2 separate regions of the Mus musculus genome follow, and region 1 is linked to region 2. The links are chromatin contacts, called in public HiChIP or PLAC-seq maps. All regions are on one chromosome and are shown on one strand. Each heading gives the region's core, a stretch centred on a gene start, on an enhancer-like site or on the middle of the called end of the contact. The rest is flanking DNA. Distances are from core to core; before and after follow the strand shown. Region 1 overlaps Pcdh7 (protocadherin 7). Region 2 overlaps Pcdh7 (protocadherin 7).

Region 1 (3,714 bases), core at 634-3,133, 340 kb after region 2:
AAAGTCCCCCATGCCCTCCCCACCACTCCCCTACTCACCCATTCCCACTTTTTGGCCCTGACATTCCCCTGTACTGGGGCATATAAAGTTTGTGTGTCCAATGGGCCTCTTTTTCCAGTGATGGCCGACTAGGCCATCTTTTGATACATATGCAGCTAGAGTCAAGAGCTATGGAGTACTGGTTAGTTCATAATGTTGTTGCACCTACAGGGTTGCAGATATCTTTAGCTTCTTGGATACTTTCTCTAGCTCCTTCATTGGGGGCCATGTGATCCATCCAATAGCTGACTGTGAGCAACCACTTCTGTGTTTGCTAGGCCCCGGCATAGTCTCACAAGAGACAGCTATATCAGGGTCCTTTCAGCAAATGCTTGCTAGTGTATGAAATAGTGTCATCGTTTGGAGGCTAATTATGGGATGGATCCCTGGATTTGGCAGTCTCTAGATGATCCATCTTTTTGTCTCAGCTCCAAACTTTGTCCCTGTAACTTCTTCCATGGGTGATTGTTTCTAATTCTAAGAAGGGATGGACTTGTGTAAAATGGGACTAGGAGTGTTGTTTTTATTTATTTTAAGTTGAAAATGAAAACTTAAATTTCTCTGAAAGTCTAATTCTGACATACATTATTTCCAAAAATAACATTTGTATTACTCTCCCTTCTATTATTCTTTTTTTTCCCAATTTTTATTAGGTATTTTCTTCATTTACATTTCAAATGCTATCCTGAAAGTCCCCCATACCCTCCCCTTACCCCGCTCCCCTACCCACCCACTCCCACTTTTTGGCCCTGGCATTCCCCTATACTGGGACATATAAAGTTTGCAAGACCAAGGGGCCTCTCTTCCCAATGATGGCCGACTAGGCCATCTTCTGCTACATATGCAGCTAGAGACACGATCTCTGGGGGTACTGGTTAGTTCATATTGTTGTTCCACCTATAGGGTTGCAGATCCCTTTAGCTCCTTGTGTACTTTCTCTAGCTCCTCCATTGGGGTCCCCATGTTCCATCCAATAACTGACTGTGAGCATCCACTTCTGTGTTTGCCAGGCACTCGCATAGCCTCACAAGAGACAGCTATATCAGGGTCCTTCAGCAAAATCTTGCTGTTGTATACAGTGGTGTCTGTGTTTGGAGGCTGACTATGGGATGGATCCCCGGGCCCTTCTATTATTCTTAAGGAGTCTATTTTTACAGCTGGGGTGTGTTTATGTGTTTCTCAGTAAATAACCATCATCTCATATTTCACACACACCTAAACACACACAAACACACACACACACACACACACACACACGCTCATCGTTGAAAGAGGGAGGGAGAGAGAGAGAGGAAGAGAGAGATTAAATTATTATACACATATCACTAATCCTTATAACAGTTCATTTGAGTTTAGGAAGAGGTATATATTATGTGAAGTGAAAAACTGGTATTTGTGGAAGCATTATATGTTTCTTCCATCTTTAGGTGTATTTATATTTATTGAAGCATATAAATATGTACTGTTGGGTATCTCTCCAAAAACAGGACATTACAATTACTTACTTGATATTCTTATATTTCAGAAGATCAGAATGCCAAATGGGTGCAAGTGAAAGCACCAGAATAATACATATTTGATCAAGATTTACTTGTACACTAAGGGATGATTGGCAGAGAACAAGCAATATTAAGCACTCAGCTCTGCTCAGAGGAACTACGCTGAATCCATAGCCAAGAATACCATCTGTTGAATATGAAATTCTTGGATCAAGACATTACTGATACATTTCCCCAAACAGCAGGGACAGAAGTCTTTCTGGAAACAAAATCACAACAGGGTTGCAGAAACACCCAGTGAGAGAGAGGCAAATAACTGTTCTCTGCATCGTGGGGCGCAGACTCACTCACTGCCAGTGCCGAGTGTGATTAATTATGAGGCATGGTTCACAATGGTGGGAGTAAATAAATGTGTGACAGGCAGTCACCCTGCTCAAGTAATTTCTAAATCAGTGTATCAACTATGAGCCATAGGGGTATCAAAATCTTTCCACCTGCTGTGATATCTGCAGAGCTTTCCACGCTCAGAATGCACAGTGCTGCCTGACAAACATTGTACTTTTTAAAGATAGCAGAGTGCTGTCTGAGTGATATTAAATGGGAAGATGCCCTCAAAACTGTGGACGAATGATTGGTTGATACTTATCCCTGAGGTAAACCTCAAATGCAATTGTAAACTTTTACATTTGTGTGTTTTTCTTAGAACAACTTTAATAGCTGTGTATACGGCAGTATGGTAAACTGACTCATTTATAAGGAAGTTGTTTAGTATCCATAGAAAAATGGTTGTTGATATGGAAATTGCCTGTGCACATGAAAAGTGTCAGGGATTGGCAGGTAAAAAAGTGACATGGTGGGAAGAATAAGAATGGGGATGCATATGTTAGTTTAGGGACTCGGATTTCCCTAACTGTACCAAGCAGAAAAACTGGAAACCACTATGAAGGAGACAGAAATGTTGATGAGTTTCAAAATTCATCTTAATCGTTCCCTTTTCTGCCATTCCAACTAATTGTATGAGACGATTTTATCTTACTTTTGCTCTGGAAGTTGTGATTCAGTCCCAGAACTTGGACAGTAGGACACAGTTAATTATTACTAATGCACAATAGATGCCCATTAATTAGCTATTGGAAAGACTGGATGATTCTACAGCAAAGGCATCCTTCTTAGCACTTTACATGCATTAACTCATTGTGTTCCTATAATTAGAAAGGGGGAAAGATACAGTTAAATGTCCTAAATCCTTCTGTAAGAAACTAGAGAGTTTTATATACAGTGACGAGAGTCACATACCCAATTGATTTGAAAGCAGCTTTCTTTCTCTAGATTCTGTACTCCCAACTTTCTTATTATACAGTAAAAGAGCTAGAATATCTTTTCAACATATGCTTTGGGCCTGTGTGTGCCTATATGGAGGTTATTTTTCACATGCTTGGCTAGGAAATTAGTTGAGGACACTGCCTTGTTCTGAGTCATTCAGAGAAAACATAAAGATAAAATGTATCGGGCTTGGAAGATAGAAAGAAATTTGCAAGTTCAGGGTAACATTTCTGCCAGCAAAGTATAAGCAGCATGCACACCACACAGTAGCTTGGGTGAACTCAGTCTTATGAATCAATACTACAGGCTCAGTTCCTTCTGCTCAATTTCCCCTCATCTTTTCTTTGTGTCTCATGCAGGCCCCAGATTCACTTTGCGTGACATTCTTGCTCGCCTTCCTTCAGTTTCTTGAATTCTTGAAGGCACGAGGCATGCTTTAATAAAAAATACATGTCAAGGGTATCAGTGATAATTATCAGAATTAGCAATGGAAAGAACATCTTCTGAATGATTTGACTTAAAACATTATTGCTGACTCCTTAAAAATGGATACTTGATGTTAAAATATGAAAGAGTGCCTCTTCTCCTTGATAATTTTTGTGCTAATGCCTGTCATACTCTCAAGGCAGTCAACTGACTGGAAGTATTTGAAAATCACTAATCTGAATTCTTTTCACCTACCTAGTAAGTACAATGAAACCTTCGAGTACCTTTAATGTTTTTTTTTTAATAATAAGGTAATTTGAAGTTTTGCACTAACATTTGTTTTGAAGGTGTTAAGAGAATATATCCTATTTAACAACCCAAAATGTCCTACAGTTATTGTTTATTCTCTCGCCTCCTAATATGGTCT
Region 2 (3,947 bases), core at 724-3,223:
TGTGAGTTCCTGAAAATTCCTAGCTACTAATTTTAAGTTTTTTGATAGTTCTCTTGTAAGAACAATTGCCACCGAAGCACAAGGGAGACTTGCTGCCTGGTGGCAAGCAAAGATTCTGTTGCTCTCTTTAGCGTCTGTTTACATTCATACTTTGCTTACAATTTTAGATGCAGTCTATAATAGATGTCCTGTTTCTTCCGTAAATGTCATGGCAAATGTGTTCGTGTGTGTGTGTGCTAACACATATACACTAACTACATAAATCTATATAAATTAAATTAGTAGAAAATAAAGAAGTTCTGGGTTCTGCATTGTGGTGAGATACATTCCATATAGAGAAAATGAGAATAATTTATGTGAAGCCTAATTTAAAAAAAAAAAAATAGATGCCCAGAAGCATCTCTTGTCTTTAGTTATTATGGCAGGCAGACTACTGGAAATTACCTTGTGTTCTCATTAGATGGGGTGGTGGTTTTTAAACTTTCTTTGGCTTGTAAGAATGGAGAGTGTTGATACATGCACTGCCAAGTTAGTTTTCATGCTGTTTAGTATCAGAAGGAAATTACTTAGCACATACTGCCCTGCACAAGGAAGACACTGAAACCAGAAGTTCTAACAGTGCAACTCACCTTGTAACACCTTTGTTTTAGTGAGCACAGTCTGAAGAGGGAGGCACATGCAGAGTTTCTTAAATTCATTTGAGTTTCTAATCTCTGATGTTGAGCAAATACCCAACTTTTTTGTTATCTTTTTTTCCTTTGTTCACCATTGAACAGTCTATCTTGTTCATCATTGAACATTTTATGCAAGATAAGAGAAACTCCAAGTCCAGCTGTAAAAACTGTGGGTACTAATGAAAACGATTCCATTTGTATAATGATACTTACGTTTTTTTGATAAAGACAAAGGGAAATTCGAAATGAAGTCATGATTCCCAGTCCAAGTATTTCCTAGAAAAATTAGTTTTTACAAAAAAGATTATATTGTTACCAAAAATAGCAGAGTTGTCACCTTCCATTCCTGGCACTCAACTGTGGAAGAGAATTGAAGACACATTATTTTATCACTCAGAGAAATCGCTGAAATGTCTTATTGAAGAAAAGAGAAAAATACACTTCAGAGCTAGTGTGCAAAGTCTCAATTTAGGAAAAGGAAAAAAAATCAAGGATTTTGCTCAAGGGTCCAAAAAAAAAATGTTTGGCTTATTTCTTTTTCATCACTTAAGCTCGTTTCTTGCTGGGCTTTTTATTGAATAATTGAAAAAAAAATGGGTAAAAGAGGGACTTTTTCATCAAAGGCAAAAGGTAGTAAGAAATAAAAGTACTGGGGGAATAGAGATAGGAAGTTGTGTCTTTCTGTACTTTCATGATTGCCTACATTTCTTCCTAAACTTCTAGTTGAAAAGGTTTGGGGGAAAAAATCAGCCTGGAGGAAAAAAAAAAACAGAGAATAAAAGCTGAGATTCTGTGCTCCTTCACCCCCAGCCCTCCCCACCCCCTCCTTCTCCCCTCACCCCCATTCTCTCTCACACGCTAGCGCACTCATCACACAAGCCACCACCATCACAGGTATGCGCACACCCACCTTCATAAGCTCATGTTATTTTGTTTTAAAATGATCACTATTTATGTTTGCAAAGTTAAGTAAACAGCAAGAGTTTATTTGATGAGAATTAACATTTAAGGGGACTCTTAGAATTTTTTGAAAGCTGTTTTTTGTTTTGTTTTGTTTTGTTTTGTTTTTAAAAATAAACCTTTTATTAATGCTCCCTTGATTTCAGGCTGCGGAGGAAAAAAGCTGGAAGGAGAGTGCTGGCAAATTGGAAGCTTGGTACTTGGCCTTCTTCTTGCCAGACACGAGGCTGTGGGCAGGATGTCTCTCCCTTGCTACTCTGCCTCCTCTGCAGCAGTCAGTTTGTGATCATCTGCGATGCTGCTCTTTTCCTCCCCCAGGGGCAGCCTGTCAGCTTTGGCACCACTTCTGGTTTCCTCCTGCCACGGAACAGGCTGTTTTCACCTGGCCTCAGAGGGAGTCAGAGGTCAGGATCGAGCAGCCAAGAGATAAGAATATTTTAAGCACCGGCTGCCCTTTCTATTTCAGTATCCAACCTACACAGAAGAAATGTAGATTAGTGAATATAGATTTTTTTTTTTTGGCCAGAAAATTTGCAATATTTCTTGGTTATGTAAATAAAAGTCTGTGACACAGAGCTAGAACTCAGTTTATCTGAGGCATGTGCCTTATACAATTCTTAAGAAGGAGTACCACAAATGTGATTCTAATGATATTTCCAACATATGATGTCTAAATGAATGTTGTTCTCTCATGTATTTTATTTCTCATTGTTGGTGCCCTCTTACAACTGGAATATACTCAGAAACTAATAGTCTTGTTTGATGACTGCCTTACACATCTTATTCAGGAATAATAACATAGTATGAATGAGACTATAATGGGAACCATACACACCCCGGGGGAAAGACTTAACAATTCTTTGAAACGTTGATACCTGACAAGAAAATGGCAGTATAGCTTTGATTCCTCCCTCCTTTGTAGTCTTGCATCAATATTGCAACTTTGGCTATGGGGCATCAACTATTCTCATTTCAACTGAATTAAAATGTATTTTGTGCACACCCTCCTTTACAATTCAACAGTTTTTGTTCTGATAGATTTCTAATGGGTTTCTTCCTTGGCTGTTAATCTTTAGACGTCTTTGTTGGTCTTTGTTGGGCAATCCTGCTTCACTCTCTTTTAGTCTGTCTGTGACTTCGGACCAAAACAGAACTATTTGATTGTAACTCTTCACTCTAAATTCTTCACACTTGACTTTTGGTTATTTTTAGATGTCAAATCACCTTCAAATGAGAACTATTACTGTCACTGAAGATACGGAAAGGAAAGCAGCCTAGGGTTTGAGCAGCTTGCCTGTGGAGGACTTATGCAGATGTGTGTGGTGACAGCAGCATTACTGACATGTGTACCCATTCCAAGGCCCATTCTGGGAACATACTGATTCATCTGACACCATGTTACTTTTTTCTAAAAATAGACATGTAATCTCATATATTTAAGCCTTGCATTTTTTAAAAAGGGCAATGATTATACAAAGTACTCTAGAATTGGGATGTCTGCAGAAAAATCCTAAGGATTACTTTTTAAACAATTTTTTTTTTACTATTTTTTTTAGGTGCTTTCCAGTGTTCCTTTTTGAGCTAAGCACCTATCATGTGTTCTATTAGCACTGTAACTTGTTATCAACTGGCTTTTAGATAATCCTGCCTAAGTGACAGGTTGATGACAGTTTTTAAGATATTGCCTCTCCAAGTTATATTTCTGTTCATAGAGGGTGCTAGAAAAGCAGAGAGCCTCGGTGTGAGACTTTTAATGGAGGAACTCAGAGAAGAAATGCAGAGTGCAGGGGAAATGCTAGGAGGCCTAGGGGACATTTCTCCCATTCCCCCTAATCTCTCCTTGATTCACTTTGTTATAGTCCATTTAGAATAGATTCTTGGATTTGAGTCCAGCTGAAAATTAGAAATTCTTTGTATAGTATTGATGTCATTAACAACTTTCTCAGTTCAGTTGATACGTCAGTCTGTGGATATTATGTTGTGTGTGTAGAGGTATATGTGTGTATTATGTATCTATATGAATATTTATATATGATTTATATATGTATATATGAACAATATATAAACACATGTATGTATATATGCACATATACATATTATTGTATGTTGTATACACACACACACAACAAAGTAGTAGTGCTAGGGTAATTAGAAATCTAGAAACCCTTCTTTTCCAGGAAACAATGCAGGTCAATAGCCCTGGCCTAGAGAGTAGCAAAAGTGAGAACACAAAATTACACCACAGTCACTTCTGAAAAGTATTAAAAAGAAGTAACAGGAAGAAGGACTTTTTAATAATGGTCTTTTCAGGCT

Evidence for each region. HiChIP or PLAC-seq counts read pairs in DNA pulled down with a chosen protein or histone mark.
Region 1: a contact with region 2 is called in an H3K27ac HiChIP or PLAC-seq map of heart atrium, with 13 read pairs. The contact joins two enhancer-like sites. A contact is called at or near these places in 1 of 484 Hi-C or Micro-C datasets (embryonic heart) and 2 of 115 datasets of contacts at active chromatin or transcription factors (cardiomyocytes and heart atrium).

What each region holds. Positions count from the first base shown.
Region 1 is chr5:58,079,443-58,083,156 of GRCm38.p6, forward strand. All of the region lies in intron 2 of Pcdh7 (protocadherin 7), which reads left to right. Among named protein-coding and RNA genes, the nearest start is that of Gm22536, 330 kb to the right of the region's middle. Within about 2 kb of position 1,884, at least 14 of the 459 cell types and tissues checked have an H3K27ac peak or open chromatin away from gene starts, as enhancers often do. A contact at or near this core is called in heart atrium, where this site is marked.
Region 2 is chr5:57,741,183-57,745,129 of GRCm38.p6, forward strand. The region is part of intron 1 of Pcdh7 (protocadherin 7); the gene reads left to right. Among named protein-coding and RNA genes, the nearest start is that of Pcdh7, 25 kb to the left of the region's middle. Within about 2 kb of position 1,974, at least 18 of the 459 cell types and tissues checked have an H3K27ac peak or open chromatin away from gene starts, as enhancers often do. A contact at or near this core is called in heart atrium, where this site is marked.